2 separate regions of the Sus scrofa genome follow, and region 2 is linked to region 1. The links are chromatin contacts, called in public HiChIP or PLAC-seq maps. All regions are on one chromosome and are shown on one strand. The core of a region is the stretch at or near the end of the contact, and the rest is flanking DNA. Distances in the headings are between cores, read along the strand shown.

What was found. HiChIP or PLAC-seq counts read pairs in DNA pulled down with a chosen protein or histone mark.
Region 2: a contact with region 1 is called in an H3K27ac HiChIP or PLAC-seq map of alveolar macrophages. The contact joins two enhancer-like sites. A contact is called at or near these places in 1 of 47 Hi-C or Micro-C datasets (fetal heart ventricle) and 1 of 2 datasets of contacts at active chromatin or transcription factors (alveolar macrophages).

What each region holds. Positions count from the first base shown.
Region 1 is chr1:248,620,424-248,626,966 of Sscrofa11.1, forward strand. No RefSeq gene overlaps it. Among named protein-coding and RNA genes, the nearest start is that of KLF4, 14 kb to the left of the region's middle. Within about 2 kb of position 3,073, at least 7 of the 83 cell types and tissues checked have an H3K27ac peak or open chromatin away from gene starts, as enhancers often do. A contact at or near this core is called in alveolar macrophages, where this site is marked.
Region 2 is chr1:248,901,687-248,908,394 of Sscrofa11.1, forward strand. No RefSeq gene overlaps it. Among named protein-coding and RNA genes, the nearest start is that of KLF4, 300 kb to the left of the region's middle. Within about 2 kb of position 1,440, at least 2 of the 83 cell types and tissues checked have an H3K27ac peak or open chromatin away from gene starts, as enhancers often do. A contact at or near this core is called in alveolar macrophages, where this site is marked.

The DNA.
Region 1 (6,543 bases), core at 1,823-4,322:
CTAAGTTTGTGATATATGTCCATTGCTTCCCAGGCCCACTCTTTTTGTTCTGGTAGGTTTTGCCTTTTCACTTCCTTTACTCTCACTTGCATGGGGTGTCGGAAGGAGAATCAGAAAACACTTTTAATGAATACGCCACGTTTAGTAAAAAATTGCTCCTTTTATTCCATTTTTTTTTTCAGGTTCATGCTGGGAGTTTGTTTACTTTATATTTTATTTTTGAAAAGTAATTTTTTTTTGTGATTTCAAAAACCAATGCTGGACTTCCCGTCATGGCTCAGCGGTTAACGAATCTGACTAGCATCCATGAGGACACAGGTTCGATCCCTGGCCTCGCTCAGTTGGGTTAAGGATCTGGCATTGCTGTGAGCTGTGGTGTAGGTCACAGACTCGGCTTGGATCTTGTGTTGCTGTGTCTGTGGCATAGGCCAGCAGCTACAGCTCCGATTTGACGCCTGGCCTAGGAACCTCCATATGCCTTGGGTGCAGCCCTAAAAGACAAAAAGACAAAAAATAAAAACAAAAAAACAAAACCTAATCCTGCTTACTTAAAAAATTAATCAATAAATGTAGTTTTAAGAAAAAGGAATCCACATCCTACCAATCCAGATATATCTATGATCAGCAGTTTGGTTTACAAATTTTCAGGGTTTTTAATGCATATATAAATTTTTTTTTTTGGTCTTTTTTATCTTATGGTCACACCTGTGGCATATGGAGGTCCCCAGGCTAGGGGTCCAATGGGAGTTGTAGTTGCCCGCCACAGCCACAGCCACAGCCACAGCCATGCCAAATCTGAGCCTCATCTGTGACCTACACCACAGATTGCGGCAATGCCAGATCCTCAACCCACTGAACGAGGCCAGGGATCAAACTTGTATCCTCATGGATACTATTCAGATTAGTTTCCATTGCGCCACAACGGGAACTCTAAATTTGCTTTTATTTTCGTTTAACAAGTTACCACAGATAGCTATACGTGCTAATGCATAGATATACCTTATATTTTTATTTTTTAATTTTTATTTATTTTTTTGTCTTTTTTTTTCCTTTTCTAGGGCCGCTCCAGCGGCATATGGAGGTTCCCAGGCTAGGGGTTGAATCAGAGCTGTAACCACCGGCCTACACCAGAGCCACAGCAACGCGGGATCTGAGCTGTGTCTGCAACCCACACCACAGCTCATGGCAACGCCAGATCCTTAACCCACTGAGCAAGACCAACCTGCAACCTCATGGTTCCTAGTTGGATTCGTTAACCACTGCACCACGACGGGAACTCCAGATATACCTTATATTTTTAAACACGTCATAGTATTTCCTAATATTACTATTTAATCAATCCTCCTCTGATGGTCATTTAAATTGTTTCCAGTTTTTCTTGATTCTGAAACTTCCATGTGCACCTTTAGACATATACATTTATTTCCCCAGGCTCGATTCATAGAAATTGTTTTACTAAGCTAACATTATCAACCATGATCAAACTGTTCCTCAAAAAATTTACATTTCATCAATTTACATTCCCATCAATGTTTCCATTCCCATGAGCAAGGTGTGAAGATATTGCCTGCTGCCCAGCAGTGAGCATTAGCATCTTATTCTTTTGCTACTCCTTTTAAATACTGACATCTAAGTTTATCAGCTTTGAAGCTAGTCCACCTTTTACAACAGTCCCTTTGGACTGATTCCAGACTTGGAGGGTGTGGAAATCAGACAGTGTTAGCATGTCCACTTTGCATGTATGGAATCAAAAGCCTCGGGAACAGAGGTGACTGCCCAGCCACACACTGGCAGAGCTGGGACCATGTGAACACAGGTCCTGTCTCCTAGCCAAGTCCCAGCCTCCTCCCCCACTTCAAGCTGCACTGACAGGAACCCCCATAACTTACCCTTCCCTGAGCCCTTTCCCTCCTACAGCCAGAAGCATGGATGCCAGGAGGGGATGAGAACTAACACTTTCCATTTGTTTCATTCTAAGCACTTCAACCTGTCCCAGGTACATTGCATGTGTTGTGCCCTCAATCACCCTGTGGGGTAGGTATTATGCATTCCACCATACTTGGAGTTCCCATCGTGGCTCAGTGGTAATGAACCTGACTAGCATCCATGAAGACATAGATTCTATCCCTGGCCTTGCTCAGTGGGTCAAGGATCCGGTGTTGCCGTGAGCTGCGGTGTGGGTTGTAGATGTGGCTCGGACCCTGTGTTGCTGTGGCTGTGGTGTAGGTCAGCAGCTTTAGCTCCCATTTGACCCCTAGCCTGGGCAACTTCCATATGCCACAGGTGCAGCCAAAAAAAAAAAAAGACCATTATACAGAAGAGGAAATGGACTAACAGAAGATGAAGTTAATCAAATTAGCAATCTGTGCCCAGTCCTGAGGAGCCGTAGCACCAGGGACTAGACTAGCCCTGTCTTAGAATGAATGTGGAGGCAGTGTGTGTGCTTCTTTAAAGGAAGGGAGGGTGGTATTAGCAAGATCCACCTGCCCTGCGTGGATCAGGGAGATGTTTTCTCAGATGACTAAATACATCCTGATACCTCGTCGCCGACCATACACTAGTTCAGGTGTAAGAGTTAAACCCAGGCGCACAAGCACATCTCAAGTCACCATCTATCTGTCCCAGGACTTTGTGTTGCTCAGGGTTGAGCACAAGTGGAACCCAGGGCTTGGCCGGGCCCCGTTCTGGAATGACTGAGCTGTCCAGCACGGCCCGTGAGTAAATGTCAAGTAAACACCACACCGAAGTGCAATCGAACCATTGCGCCGGGACTGTTTGCTTTAGATATAATAGACGGCAGGAAGGGAGAAGGAGAGGGAAAAATATATGTCACTTCTTAAGGCAGATCACGAATGTCGTGAGCCCTCCTTTGGCCAGCTGGAATGTCACAGAGACCGACGTCAAATAAATAAAGAACTTGTGCTCCACGTTGCAAAAATAAGCATCTCCGTTTGCTTGAAAAAAATTTTTTCAGATGAGGAAACATTTTCCAGTCAATCACACTGCAGCAAAGTCATCCTGTTGAATTTGTGACTCACAGGCTCTCTGTGTCAATAGACAGAAAGTGAGCCCAGCGTTATGACTTCAGTGGGAGGTGAAGCAGAAGTTGGGACGAGGCAGGGCTGGCTTTAAAGCAGGGCTGTCAGCTCTGACAATAAATAGCGGAGGAAATTCTGACCATGCACGGGCTGGGTAATTGCAATTGTTGTTTCCTTTTCTTTATTTCTTGCTTGTCTTCCGGAAAAGAACCACTTTAAAATTTGCCTTATTTCATCCCTCCTTGCATCAGTGGTGAGAAAACATCGTTGTTCGGTTTACTAAAGCACCTTGTGTTCTTGATGCTCTACACAAATTATCTTCCTTCTCTGTAGCAGTTCTCTTAGGCAGCTGGAATTTGTGTTAATTTACAGATGAGAAGATTGAGGTTCACAGAGGTTAAGCATCTTTGTTAGCTTCTGGCCAAGGAGTCTAACACTGGTCTTTAGGACCTCAGATTTAGATTCTGTGCAGTTTTCAGACAGTCTCTCACTTTGCTATCCCACTGTGAGCCAGATGGCCAGCCTTGGTATTGGGGCTATGCTAAGTAAAAAAAATGGTTTCATGGAGTTCCCTGGTGTCTCAGCAGGTTGAGGAGCCGGCATTGTAACTGCAGTGGCTTTAACTGCAGTGGCTTTGGTCACTTTGGGGCCCAGGTTTGATCCCTGGCCTGGGAACTTCTGCAAGCCTTGGACATTCCCCCTGCCCCGAAATGGTGCCTGTCTTCAAGGAACATTCCAGACAACTGGGACCTAATTAGGGTTGCCTCAAACCAGTAGATATATTTAAAATTTAGTACCAAGAGACTCATTATTAGTTTTCCAAGGTGGCACTGTGTGCACATGCCTCATGGATGCCCACAAAATAGAAAAACCACTGCAATAAAACCACAGATGAGCTAAAACATGGCCCTAAACTGGCTGATCTGAAAGCAAAGCTTGTAGCCAATCACCTTTGTTTGGCACGCTGACCGGGGGCAGGTGGGTGCTTGGTGTTTGGTCTCATGAAGCCCCAGAGCAGGGAGGCCAGGGCTAAGAGCCCTGACTACAAAGCTGGAAGACCTGGTCTCTAGTCCGTGCCCGGGGATGCACACACAGAGATGGGTTAGTCACTGGCTCTGCCTTCACGTTGGGCACTTCAGCTATAACATGAAGGATGGAGTGGAGCAGGTCCCTTGCAACTTCAAAGTATCAGGATTGGAGTTCCCATTGTGGCTCAGCAGGTTAAGAACCGATTAGTGTCCATGAGAATGCGGGTTCAATCCCTGGCCTCACTCAGTGGGTTAAGGATCCAGCATTGCCACAAGATGCAGCAAAGGTCAAAGATATGGCTCGGATCCTGTGTTGCTGTGGCTGTGGCGAAGGCCAGCAGCTGCAGCTCCAAAGTGACCCCTAGCCTGGGAACTTCCATGTGCTGTAGGTGTGGTTGTGAAAAGAAGAAAAAAATTATCAGGATTAGTCAGTTGGGTCCGTTCTTCACTTTGTCTGATATTCTCAACCTAGATATTTTCATGTAAGAAAGAAAAAAAGCAACAAATCTGCTAGCTCTCGAAGCTAAGACATTTCCTCTTAATGCTCCCTGCAACTCTGCTGAAATTTGAGCTCATAAAGTAGCTTTGATCTTTTTCTTTTCTTTTTTTTTTTTTTTTTTTTGTCTTTTGTCTTTTGCCTTTATAGGGCCACGTCCACGGCATGTGGAGTTTCCCAGGCTAGGGGTCTAATCAGAGCTGTAGCTGGTGGCCTATGCCACAGCCACAGCCACAGCAACTCAGGATCCAAGACTTGTCTGAGACCTACACCACAGCTCACAGCAATGCTGGATCCTTAACCCACTGAGCAAGGCCAGGGATTGAACCCGCAACCTCATGTTTCCTAGTCGGAATCGTTTCCACTGCACTACAACAGGAAACTCCAAGCAGCTTTAATCTTTAAAAAAAAAAAAAATTGTTGTCTGGCTGGACAAAAGCAGTTCCTGAGTGGCTCTGCTTCGTTTTAATGGGACACCAATTCTTTCTTCCTTTCTGTGGGTCCAGTGTCCTCTCAGTTCTGAGAAGCTGTCAGCATAGATAATATATTCCCTGGTTGCCTAAGCCCTTTTCAAAGTCCAGCTCTTACAGTTTTTCTTCTTGATGTCTGGGAAAATTCTTGAAAGGACACGGTCAATACTCTTTTGCTGGAGTATACTTTTAACACATTTATTTTGGCTCTGTGTTGTTTGTGAAGCCCTCATTGAGCCCTGTGAGCGGGAATGCTCCGTTTACCATTTTGAATTTCTCCCTTCTAGTTGGCAAGCCTCGTGTTTCCGCTATAATCTGCTTGAAAAACAAACAGGAGAGTTTACACTGGTCTCTGTGTCAACCATCTGCCTAATCGGTGATCTATACAACAATGTAGGTGCTAGAAGCCCGTGTGCATGCGTGTGTGTGTGTGTGTGTGTGTGTGGTGTGTGTGTGTGTGTGTGTGTAGGGAAAAAATTTCATTCAGTCGTATGGCTATTTAGGGAGCATCAGCTATGTGCCTGGCTCAGTGCTGGCCACATTGATTGAAAGGCGAACAAAGGTAGATGTGAGCCTACCCACAGGGAACTTACAGTCTGTTGCCAGGAGAAGACATTAATTACATAATCTCAAAAAATAATAGCATAAAAAAATGATTGCAAACTGTAAACACTCTATGAAAGAGGAGGCACAGGTCAGGAAAGTTGTAATAGGGGAGCTGGCCTTGTCGGGGAGAAGGACGAGCACAATGGGGAGAGGAAAGTCATAGTCTCCTTGTGGCCTGTGATCCCTGATAAATGATTAAGACCAGCATGTCTTTAGATTTCTAAACCTAGTATGGTCTCAATGGTGTTTATAAGTTATTAATTTTTTGAATTTTATTTTATTTTATTTTATTTTATTTTTCAGCCATACCTGTAGCATGCCAAAGTTACTGAGCTGGGGATCAAACCTGCACCATAGCAACAACCCAAGGCACTGCAGTGACAACACTAGCTCCTTAATCTACTGCACCACCAGGGAACTCCCAGAAGTTATTTAATACTCTAGGCTAGGGACTCAGTGCTCAGAGACAAGCAAGACATTGCCTATGTGAAACCTAAAACACAAACAAAGCAAAATGAAAAGACTCACAGATACAGAGAAGAGGGAGGGAGTGTTGGGGGAAATAGGTGAAGGAGATTAACAGGGACAAACCTCTAGTTATAAGATAAATAAGCCACAAGGATGTAATATACAGCATAAGGAATATGGTCAATAACACTGTAACAACTTTGTATGGGGACAGATGGTTACTAGACCAATTGTGGTGATCATTTCATAATGTATGCAGATGTTGAATCACGATGTAGTACAACTGAAACTGATCTAATACTGCACGTCATGTGTATTTCAGTAAAGAAAAAAATAAATTTCAAAAACCCCAAGACGTTGCCTGGAGTTTTCATCCCTGAAAGAAATTGTGGTTCAAAGTGCCAAGTGTCACAATAGCAAGTGCCCAAGATTGCACA
Region 2 (6,708 bases), core at 190-2,689, 280 kb after region 1:
TCCAGGGCCTGTCACGACTCCCTCAAAGGGTAGGACTCTCCAGTCCTTCTCTCACTGCCTGTCTCCCCAACGCCTCCCCCTAGACGTCGGTAGCATGTCCTTCCATTCATGGGAGGGAGGATGGAGTGATGGGTGGTGGCCCCATGCGGGGGACTTGGTCTAGATGGAGCTAGAAACCTGAGGGGTGTTGATGCACAGGAGGCGGCTGACCCCAGAGAGTGGGTGAGATCCCAAGGCTGGGCGCTGGTGGGGTCTGCCCACATTCTTGGGGACCCAGCAGCCACCACAGGGCAGGTAGGGGCAGGCAGAATGGATGTGAGGTCTTTGAGCTGGCTCCTGCCCTTCTCTCTTGCCACCTCCACCCACATCCACAGACCAGCTGAACTCCTTGTAATCCCTTCAACACCCAGACTTCTCACACTTGGCAACTATTCTCTTTTAGTAACTGTACCACCCCTCACTCTGTTCCACCCAACCCCTTACTCTGTTCCATCCACGTGAGTTCTGCTGGCCATTTGAGACAACCTACGTTTTGCCTCCCAAAGAAAATTTTTCTGTCCCTGCCCTTTCCCCTCAAAACACACACGCACACACACACACACACACACACGCCCTACCCTACCCTATGCCACAGTTGGAGCTGCCATGGCCAGTTAAAGCCTTTTACCCTCTCAACCCCCATTTCCTCCTCTTTAAAATGAGCTGGTGGCAAAGTACTTGGGCTATTCTGGAGTTCTGGGGAAGTCCATGCCACGAGCCTGTACCCACACTGGTGCCAAGCAACCACACAGCCTCTTCATTCTATTCCAAGAAGAAGTGTCTCAGATCAGAACAATTTATTTGCAGGCACTTACAATGCAGACTTGCCTACAGTAGCTCCAATTCCATGCTGACATTTTCGATAGAGCCGGCTTAATGGAGAAAAATGAGTTTATTCCCTAAACAAGACAGACTATGGTAGGAGTTGGGGTGGGTGTTGAGGGAATGTCTATTTACATGTCACATTTCTCTAATTCTGAAGAATTTAAGCATCCTTTTGGCCTTGCTTTCCATCTCCTACCCATCCCATTAATAAAGATTAATGAAAGGACTAGAATCTATTGAGAAAAACAAATCAAAATGACAAATTTTCAGTCATTTCTCCTAGAAACATGGCATGCCCATTTGGGGCATCTCATAAAATTCCATCCAGTTAAAACCATGGTTATTAGGCAATTAATACTTGGTTTTGGTTCTGCTTACTCTCTGGAAATGCTGTTTTCCAAAAGCATAAATGTGACAGGAAATTTCTTCACTCCGTTTATCCCTAAGTAGTTTAAATATTATTTCATAACTGCAAATGGGCTTTTTCCTTCTTGTGCAGGCAGGCTATGGCTGGTCTTCTTATCTGGAAAGTGGGCGTGATGATCTGGTCACTTCCAGAGTGACAGAGAGGAGTAAGTTCATTGGGGGAGAACTCTCTCCAAACTCCAAAACGCAAATGCGAGGAGGGAACGTGGCCATGGCCGACCTGGACAGGCTTCCAGCTCCGGGAGGTTGTGTCCTTTGACACTTGATGGGAGAATGTGGTGACACTCAGGCGGGACTATGGGACAGATCTAGGTTCTGGCATACAGACCCCTACTGGTACACTTAAAAATCCGAAAGGGCAATGCTTACACAAGACCAAGGTTTCTCCACATTCTAGAGTTCTCCTTTCCTTTCACAATGTATTCTCACAAATGCCCCTTCACCCTCCGCTAAAGGAGTGATTGCTCTGTGAGTCCACTTTCTCAACCTCAAAATTCGAGGAATTTACAAACAGTCATCGCATGTGGCCCTGTCTCAAAGTTTCCTGGTGGACTCTCCCATCCCACGTCTATGAGCATGTCTAGAAGAACCGGTCCGTGTGGTGCACTGGACAATTCAAGATGCCACAGCAAGCATCTTTGTTCTTAACCTCAAATATAAATGTGCTCTGAGAAAAACACTCAGGGATCCCTCATATGTAAGGGATGGCTTTGTAAGGGATGTGGGACTGCGTGAGCCAAGGCAGAGGACGTTGAGTAGAAGCTTCTAGATTTATCTCTTTATTCTCAGCCTATGTGCTGGCCAACTGATCTGTCGAAGAGAAGCAAATTCTAGCACATTGACCCTTCCTCCTAGTCACACGGGGGACTGGGCTACCCTGGTCCCATCACTTCTGCTGCCAAAATGAAGTGCAGTCCTCATGTTTTTTCTCACTTGTAGTAGAAATCCAGCACCAGAGAAGGAACTCTGACCCCATAAGCCTTCTGTTTAGAAGAATATGCCCACTAGGGTACAAAGAAATGGCAGATCTCATTAATCAGAGCATCGAAGAGGCAGATGATTTTAAATATTAATCTTTGGTGTATTTCAACAAATATTTTAATCTGACTAGTATCAATAATTCACTTTAATGAGACCAATTATGGATCCAACTGCTTTCTACCAGGCATTAGGATGGGGGAATATAGAGTTTGTCAAAGCCCCAAACCACCAATAGAAAAACAAACTCCAACATGTGAGTAGTGTTTTTATAGATCATTCTGCATATAACAGCCAATTTTTTTTTTTTTTTTCCTTTTAGGGCTGCTCCCACGGCATATGGAGGTGCCCAGGCTAGGGGTTGAATCAGAGCTTCAGCTGTCAGCCTACACTACAGCCACAGCAACGCAGGATCCTAGCTGCATCTGTGACCTACACCACAGCTCATGGCAATGCCAGATCCTTAACCCACTGAGTGAGCCCAGAGATCGAACCAGCAACCTCATGGTTCCTAGTCGGATTCGTTTCCTATGTGCCACGAGGGGAACTCCTATACCTGTCATTTTTATGTTCTCTTAGTCTCCTAGTGTGGTAGGCAAGTCCGTGTTGTTATTGTTGTTTTGGCCATGCCTGTGGCATGCAGAAGTTCCCGGGTTAGGGACTGAACCCTCACCACAGCAGTAACCCAAGCCACAGCAGTGATAATACCAAGTCCTTAGCTGCCAGACCACTAGGGAACTCCAGAGTGCTCTTTTGTAGAAACCAAAGCACCAAGAGAAGACATGACTTGCTTGAGGATACACACATTGTTTACCACCCTAGTCTAAGGCTGTGCCCCTGGGTTCTCGCTTCTCAGAATTTCCCGGAGGCCATGGGTTGTGTTCCTAGGAAGCAAGGCCTAGAATCTAGACTGCTTGGGGATGACAAATGTGGAATGGAAATGAAGAAGGATAAGGTCCAAGAGATCTCAACCTGAGATGGTACGAAGAGCGCATGCTAGATGGTGGTCTGGGAGGGAATGTATGCAGCAAGCATGGTACCACAGGACATGGCTCTGGGCAAGTCCACTCTTGTCACATCAGTCAGAAGTCACCTTCTATGTGCACCCAGGCTTTGTGTCACATATGTCCTAGGTGTTCTTAGGACACCCAACATCTTCCCAGAATCCAGGAGGTTTATAAAAACTCACCCGAGATACTGGAGGATCAAAGGTTGTAGCAGTTGAGATTTCTGGTCAGGGAAGGTGGTCCTGATTGCCTGGAAGGGCCAAAGATTTGCTATAGCTTTTGTTCTGCTCTCCAGCCCTCATACTGTGGTCATAATCTGACTTTCTGGCACTTTGGAATCCATTGCCAGGAGTCACAGTAGACCAGTCAATATCCATCTTTAAGATCTCAAGAAGAGTAACACCAAAAAATCGCAAGAGAATGGTTTTATACGTAGAGCAAAAATAGAGCTAACGAACAGTCCTCCCAGTTTTCTACTGATTCTTTCATTTACATAAAAGTGAACGCCCGGGTGGACTCCTCCTGGTCCAGTGCCCTCCAGCATCCGATGCACTTACATACATGTTACTGCAGCCTGTGCCATCTTGGTGTTAGTAACTGCTATTTTCTCTATCCGAGTGAAGAGATGAGGAAGCTGAGACTCAAGAGAAGTTAGTGTTTGACCCAGTCGTGGGGGTGGTGAAGACTTTGAATCCAAAGCCTGTGCTTGTACTGTCAGACCAGTGGTTATTCCGTGTGGCTTCAAGAGGCTCCACAAATGTCGTTTTGGGGATGCTTTGATAGAGAAAGGGAAGTCCGTGAGGACCATCTCCCTAACCCTGATTCAACCATAGCATTTTTTTTTTCCACCAAGAGAATTCTTGTTTTAATTGAAGTTTGTTGATTAAAATTGTTAACTGTTTCAGTTTTAATTTTTTTTGTACACTGGATTTCATATACAATTTCATTTGAGTCAAAGGTTCTAGACATAGAAAAGTGCTGCAATTCATGATTCTTCAGCTTTTAAAGTAACATTTCCAAGAGAATAAACCCGAGGAAGGACCTTAGGTGAACTATTTTTATATCTACATGATTCTGAGTGGTTGGAACGTTTTTTCCCCCAATTGTTAAAAGTTTTTTTGAAGTATAGTTGATTTAAAATGTTGTGTTAATTTATTTTGTTCTTGTTGTTGTGTTAATGTCTGCTGTTCAACGAAGTGATTCAGTTATACGTATATACACATCCCTTCTTTTTCAGAGTCTTTTCCCATATAGGCTATCACAGAATATTGAGTAGAGTTCTCTGCTATACAGCAGGTCCCCATGGACCATCTATTCCATATACAATAAGCTGCATATGCCAGTCACAACCCCCCGATCCATCCTTCCCCCCAACTTTTCCCCTTTGAAACAATCTTCATAGATGACCTCTTGGTAACTTGAGTCTCTGTCATCCATGGCAAACCAACCTGGGGCAGTGAGCCTGGATTTGTGCCCTGGTTTTAACACTGAAACTTTGTGTGACCTTGAGCAAGTCACGTCCTATCTCTGACCTCAGTTTCCTTATCTGTCAAATGAAGACATTGGACTAGATTAGCTTCCTTTGCGGAAAAGCTTGTGGGAGGCATGGAGAATGTTGCGTTCTTCCAAAAGAAAGCACCCAGGCTTACTGGCTAGCAGCCTGGCTGTAGAGTTGCCAGATTTAGCAAGTAAAAATATAGGCCATTCAGTTCAATTTGACTTTCACATAGACAACAATTTTTTTTTTTAGTATAAGATATTCCATGCAATATGCAGTATATAATTATACTTTAAAAAGTATTTGTTGTCTATCTGAAATTCAAATTTATCTGAATGCCGGGTATTTTATTTGGCAACCCTACCTTGGAGGCATACTGTTCTCTCTAGTCCTTTAGCAAAAAATTGAAATAAATGAACAAGTAAATGAACACAATTTGTAACATTTTGGTCTTATTGTCTTGGTGAAATCTTCCTTTTCGATCTTTCAGCTTGTGACTTCATAGCACCCAAAATATTAAATGCAAAAGGTAAAAACAATATTTGTCCTAGTTTTTCTTTTAATTTACCATTTATGTACCTGTGTTTAAGAAACAGTTCTGTGTCTGTATATCACATTGTAGCTGCCTTGGGGAGATTTTTTTTTTCCCCACTACTATCTAATGATCTAACTTGAGTTGAATGAACCTCTCTCCTCCCCGCCTTAAACATGTCCTTCTGGCCAAAACCCACACTGCATTACAAGGACTTCTCTTAGCTGTCGGACGTTCCTTCAAACCTTATTATTTGTGTTTTAACACACTCACAATCCAAACTTGAAATTTTTGCTTTTCAGCCAGTGATTGCATGTGGCTGGTGGTTTGATGATTGTGAAATAGTCTTGAAATATCAGTGAGGAAAGCGTTCCTCCTGCATTTGTGGCCCAACTCCCTGCAGGAACTTCAGGTTTCTCTCTGCTTCTCTGGGCAGGAGGAAGCGCCGACTTGGGGTGGCCCTGGGCCAGGGAAGCAAAGAGGCTGCTGGCAAGACGGAGCTCCCTGCCTTTATTTGTGCATGTGCTCCTGACTTTTTTTTCAGATGTCCTTTGCAAACATTATTTGGTCCTGTTGGGAAATCACTTACATCCTGGGCATGGCCAAGCCCAGAGGTGGGGAGGGAGGGAAGGACTGACTGACGAGCTGGTCCTCCACCTTGACCCTCTATGTCTTGGACATTTTTGCACAGGTTTCAAGAACGAGGCAGTGTGGAAGGAGGATCTGTGCCTATGAACCCGGAGATTTGCATTTTCCCCCTGGGTTTGCCAGGAACTCACTGCCAGACCTTGAATCTCAGGGCCTCTCCGGTCATTGAGGGTTGGTTGAGCCGATCTCTGAGAGATGTTCCTGTCCTGCCTACCTGCCCTTCTTATTCATTCACTCCTTCATTCTTTCATTGTTTGTTCTTCTGAGCACAGCTCTGGACATAGAAAATTCTGTGGGGTGGGGATAAGAGCCACAGACTTTAGAACACACTTTTTCCATTTATGTTCTTCCAGAGAGACTCTGAGAAATCAAGGTAAGCATCAGAACACACAGGCATCAGCAACTTTCTTTTGATCCTCTCTATGCAGGAAGTACTTATGTATGGTGTGCACCATGCTATGCTTAGGGGGCAGAGATGAAGCAGGCAGGGTCCCCGCTTCATCACAGTCCAAGTGGGGAGAGAGACAGGGAAACCGGCAGTCCCCACAAGCTGTGGCTTTTGCAGTGTGAAGGGAAGGGCAGAGCCCTGCGGAAGAACCGAGGAAGAAGTGGTTCGTTTATCTCTGCTTATTTCTCTTATGGAAGTGATAGGCAGGGGGTGGCTTGGACCATTGGGGCAGCAAATAGAGGAAGTATATGTAATCAAAAATAGAGGAGCAAGGAGGAAATAAGAGTTTGAATCTAACAGAAGCACA